2 separate regions of the Mus musculus genome follow, and region 1 is linked to region 2. Evidence: chromatin contacts called from public promoter capture Hi-C data. All regions are on one chromosome and are shown on one strand. Each heading gives the region's core, a stretch centred on a gene start, on an enhancer-like site or on the middle of the called end of the contact. The rest is flanking DNA. Distances are from core to core; before and after follow the strand shown. Region 1 holds the start of Ccl26 (chemokine (C-C motif) ligand 26). Region 2 holds the start of Abhd11 (abhydrolase domain containing 11).

Region 1 (2,700 bases), core at 192-2,691, 550 kb after region 2:
TTTGCACCAACATATTCAGCTCTTGGTATTATTATTAATATTATTATTATTTAATCAAGACAGGGTTTCTCATTGTACCAGTGGCTGTTATGGAACTAGGTTAGTAGACTGGCCTCGAACTCGAGATTTGCCTGCATCTGCCTCCCAAGTGCTGGGATTAAAGGTGTGTGCCATCACCACTTGGCTGCACTCTTAATTTTATACCCAGCTTTTAGAGCAGGGCCTGCTATATAGTTTGAAAGTCAGAGTCTTAACTACCCCAAAGGCACATGTATTTGTGCAGAGACTGGGCTCTTACCTACTGTGGTGGTTACTTTTAATTGTAAACTTAAAAAACTAAAATAATCTGGAAAGGATATCTTGATAAAAAATTGTCTAGATTCAGTTGGCCTGTGGACATGTCTGTGAGGGCTATTTTGAGTATATTAATTGAAGTGGACTTGCCCACCATGAGCGTCACCATTCTTTAGGTAGGGAACTCTGAACTAAGAGTAGAGAAATCAAGCTGAGCTGTATTGCAGTGAATCAATTCATTGTTCTGTGCTCTTGACTGTGAATATAATATGACTAGCTGCTTCAAGATCTTGCTACGTTGACTTCCCCCAGCAATGGTGGATTGTGTCTTCTTAGCTGTCAATATAGACCTAGACTGGGGTCATCTGAAAAAACCTCAAAGAATTGCCTCAATAAGACTGGCCCGTGGCCATGTCTCTGAAGACTTGTCTTCATTGATGATTGATGTGGGCGGGCCCAGCCAACTCTAGGCAGCACCATCCCTAGGCCTGAACTATACAAGAATGCTAGCAGAGCCCATGCTACAGGATCAAACCCAGTAAGCAGCATCCTTTAATGTTCTCTTCTTCCAATTTTGCCTTGAGATCTGACTTCCCTCAGTGATGGAGTGCGACCCAAAATAACCTTCTCCTCCTCAAGTTGCTTTTGGGCATAGTATTTACCATAGTAACAGGAAGCAAACTAGAACAGACTATAACCTGGAATTTCTCCCTTATGATCCTTTCATCAATGCATTTTATCCTAGAGACCAGCAGTAAAACAGATACCCTCTTTCCAGATTCCCATCTTGAGGCCCAGTCTGTCACTGAGGGCATCAACCCACCAGTCCCTTGCTCAATGATGTGGCCGATGAAGCTGGACTGAGAAACACTCACATCACACCGTCACTGGTGCAGCTCTTGTCGGTGAACTTATAGCTGTACACCCAGCTCCATGGGATCACATAGTAGCTGAAATTAGGGCAGCAGGACATAGCGATGCTGCTCCCACCTAAAAACAGGCAGAGGAAGGGCCGTGGGATGGTCTTGTCAGACAGGAGGAGCTTCAGGGGGAAGGGGAAGGAGAACCAGCTACATACATGTGGCAACACCAAGCTGGACACTGAGGAAGATGGCCAGGAGAACAAGGAGACCCAAATCGAAGAACATTCTAGAGAAACTTAAGGTTGAAAACAAAGTAGTTGTGTGTCTGTGTGTGTGTGTGTGTGTCTGTGTGTGGTGCATGACTCTGTGAGTGCATGAGGGCATGAGTAGGCAGAGGTCAGAGGAGGACATGAAGCGCTTCCTGAGTGCTGGGATTAAAGGTGTGTGCCACCATCACCTGGCTCATGTCCTATATTTTATAGACGGTTTCTGTATTACTTTCCCTGTTGTCATAATGAAACAGCTGACAAAGGCAGTTTACAGAGAGGGGACTGTCTTGGCTCATGGTTTGAGGGCACAGTTCATGATAAGAAGTCCACAGCGGCAAAGTATGCGGCGGCTGATGTCATTGCATCCAGTCAGGAAGCAGAGAGAGATGCACTGATGCCTGGTGCTCAGTCTGTGCTCTGTTATTGAGCCATGCTAACCAGCCTCTTACTGGGCTAGATGGGTAACTGTACCCCTGCCCCAGTCCATCCCTGACAAATTCTAGGCAAGCATTCTATCACTAAACCACATCCCTGCATTTGATTTGAAAAATAACTTATTTATGTGTTTGTTGTCGGGGTTGGGGGGGTCAGCATGTGTGAGCATGCGTAAGGACTGTGTGTGTGTGTGTGTGTGTGTGTGTGTGTGTGCGCGCGCGCGCACGCGTCAGAGGACAATTTGAAGAGTCTATTCTCTCTTCCCATCCTGTGAGTCTTGGAAATTGAACTCGGGTCATCTGGCTTGGCTGCAGGTGCCGTTGCCTGCTGAGCCATCTCTCCAGTACAGCCTTTGAATTTTTGAGCTAGGATCTCATTGCCTTTCAGGGTGACTTTTAAACGGCAATCTCCCTGCTTCTCCCTCCCAAGAACTAGGGTTACACGTGTGCCCAGAGTCCAGTGTTTCACTATGGCTCTGTCTAGGACTGTCTTCCTCCATGGTTAGTCATTGTTGACTTTCTTTTATGAAACACCAGGATCCCTCCATGTAAGGGGTGTGTCCATAATCAGGCTTCTGCTGTAATCTACCTTCTCAGTATGCGTGCACAGTGCTCTGTCCAAGACTTTCATTCTCCTGTCTTGGTGGAGGAGATCCAACCCAGAGCCTCGCACTCCAGCATATCCTTCATCTCAACCCCTCTGGGTCCTGTTCAGCTGCCCGCTTCTCCTATGGTTAAAGTCTCTGCTCCATACCCTCCAGGTTGCTGGCTGGGATCTGGTTACATTTGTATGGACGATCCAGAACCCCCCTTCCATCTGGGGTGCTTCTCAAGGTCTGG
Region 2 (2,751 bases), core at 108-2,607:
CAGTAACAAGGAGTCCTGAAGGCGCCCCAGCAGATGTGTTTGCTATGACCAAACCAGCTCCGGAACTGCTAAAGGATGGACCGCAGCAGAAGAGGGCTGCGGGGACTTTCCCTAGACTATGAGGGGAGACAGCAGGGGGCAGGCTTTCTGGGGGAAATGGGTGCAGAATGCGGTGCAGTCTGGGCAGAGGGTTGCCACTCTCTGCTAATGGCGGGTTGTTAATGAGGGCTCTTTCTTCCTTCCTTTTTTCTTTTTTGAGACAGAGTTTTTCTATGCATTTCTAGATGTTCTTGGACTCTTATATACAAGGCTGGCCTTGAACTCATAGAGAACCGCTTGCCTCTGCCACCAATGTGTGGGATTAAAATTGTAGCCACTACACCTGGCCCGGAGCCATCTCTATTCAGTGCAGGTAACTACAGTACAAATCCCTGGCTAAGGGTTTAATCCTGGTTTTTCAAATTGACCTGGACCAGGAACGGAAGACTGGACTAAGACTCTGGTTCTGCCTGTTGGCCCAATCCTTTGCCCTTTCTGCACCTCAGTTAATCGATTAAGTGAGGAGATCGAGCGAAAGCCCCTTCCTCCTAGGTGTTTCCTGTGAGGAGACAGAGAGACAAAGCACTCGTGCTCTGGGGAGCCTGACAGGGCTCCCAACTACGGAGCAAGGCGCCAGAGAGCTGGCGGGAGCTGGAACAAGAATCACTCCTGGCGCCTCCTGACCATGCCGGAGGCACAGAGAGCATGGTACCCACCCAGGGCGGTGCCTGAGGACAGAGGAGCAGGCCAGGTGGGGTCCGCTCGCCAGCCGAGAAAGGACTTCTCAGTTTGCTAGGGACACGCCCCACACTTGCGCCTCGAACTGAGGACCTCTGATCGCCAGTAGGGAAACACTAGAAGACTAAGAAGCTCTTAAAAGAAGAGGCGTGGCCTACGACGTTGTCAAGGGGTTCAGGGAAGTGTGCACAGAACCCGGCAGGATTACGTAATGGCGCAAAAGCCGGTGCCACAATCGGGTAGCTCCGCCCAAGGCGTGGTCAAGGAGTCCAATTCCGGGAGCTAGAGCAGTTTAAAATGTTGCGAAACCGTGCAAGGGCCTCTTACAGCCCCGCCTACGATAGGGCGTGGCCAAGGAACTGAACTCGCAGATGCATGCAAAGTGGGAATTACGTAATGATGCAGGAGGCGGTCCCAGAGTCCCCGGTGGCTCCGCAAGGTGTGGCTAAGAAGCCTACGTCCGGGTGCCTGGCAGTGGCTACGACGGTTGAGTGACGGTGCGAAGAACAAGCCAGTTGGTGACCCCGTCCAGGGCGTGGCAGGGGCTCACAGATCTAAAGGGGATTGTATATTGTCCCAGAGGAGGGACCAGTCCCACGTAGCGCTTCCCTGGTCCTGGTCGGGAACTGGTCTCTAAGCGGCTCACAGCGTCTGTAGGAATTGCGTAGTGGCGCAAGGGGGCAGGGCTAGCGCTGTATGGCTACGCCCAGCCTGTTACCAAGCCAGCTAGTCCTACAGACCAGGCTCAAAGTGGCTGCAGGAAATGTGTAACGTGCAAGGGCTGGGGTCGTCTAGCGGCTGCGTCCAAGAAGCTTCTGCTTTGGGAGGGGGCTGAACTGACTCCGGGAATACATTAGACCACGTGGCCTAAAGTGGCGCCTCGATGGGGGGGGGGCGGGGGAAAAGGCGGAGCCCTAGTTGGAATAGACAGGGCTCTGAAAGGCGGAGCGTGCGCAGGACAGCCCTAGGAAGCACACTTTGCGGGCTGTGGGCATGCTCCGCTGGGCGCGAGCGTGGAGGGTCCCCCGTGGGGTACTCGGTGCCTCCTCTCCCAGGCGTTTGGCGGTTCCTGTCACGTTCTGTAGCAGCCGCAGTAGTGGCCAAGAAAACGCCGATCTGAGGTCAGCCAAGGGCACTGGGAGGGTTGTTCTCCACTGGTCCACTTCGCACGCGGCTTAGCTGGCCCCGCCTCTCCTTTGGCCTCGCCCCTTTTTTCTTTCACTCTCTCCTCCCCCTTACTCCATGGTGGCCCCCACCTTCCAGGCCGCTGCCGCTGTCTTATAATCTTCTAGATGGAGACGCGACACTCCCAGCCATCGTCTTTTTGCATGGGCTCTTCGGCAGCAAAACCAACTTCAACTCCCTCGCCAAGGCAATGGTTCAGAGGACTGGCCGGAGGGTGAGCTTCCGGATGGGGCGGTGCATGGGTGGGCGGGGGCTAAGGGGTAAGGCTGAGGGCAGTGGACCTAGTTTCAATCACTCAGGTCTGGGCTCTTGGTGACCTGAAAATGGAAAGTTTCAGTGCCCAGTAAACCGTAAAACATCTATGAAGAGGCCTGGTCCTGTAAGATGCCCCACAGTTAGTCCATTTATGTTACTGAGACATAACAGGTCTCTTTGTCAGGTCCCAAAGAAACTTGGGACAATTTTGTGGCACCTACTAGCATGCCAAAGCACACTCTAGCCTCCTGGCTTACTCAGTACGAGTGGCAGCTCTCTGCTCTTGTTACCCCCGACCCCTTACTATAAACCTTTCCAGTCCAGAGGCTTCCCGTCCCCCAGCGTCTCTTTCCTGTTAACCCAGCCATTTAAGCCATTTGCTCCCTGACTACTCTGATCCTCCTTTGGTCTGCATGCCCTCTCTCCTTGGCACCTGAAGTTCTCATTTGATCTCCACATGTACACCATGGCACGTGCTTGCGAAGATATAACTTGCGCACATGCATACATGTGTGTATATAATAAAGCAACTAA

Evidence for each region. Promoter capture Hi-C pulls out the DNA fragments that hold promoters and counts their contacts.
Region 1: a contact with region 2 is called in a promoter capture Hi-C map of pre-B cells, with 2.5 times the contacts expected there. The contact joins the promoter of Ccl26 here to the promoter of Abhd11 in region 2. A contact is called at or near these places in 2 of 39 promoter capture datasets (hippocampal neurons and pre-B cells) and 1 of 115 datasets of contacts at active chromatin or transcription factors (pancreatic cancer cells).

Annotation. Positions count from the first base shown.
Region 1 is chr5:135,562,128-135,564,827 of GRCm38.p6, forward strand. Ccl26 (chemokine (C-C motif) ligand 26) reads right to left here and starts at 1,442. Exons shown (of 3, transcript NM_001013412.2): 1 at 1,373-1,442; 2 at 1,170-1,284. The coding sequence starts at 1,442.
Region 2 is chr5:135,007,942-135,010,692 of GRCm38.p6, forward strand. Abhd11 (abhydrolase domain containing 11) reads left to right here and starts at 1,358. Exons shown (of 6, transcript NM_145215.2): 1 at 1,358-1,898; 2 at 2,041-2,176. The coding sequence starts at 1,771.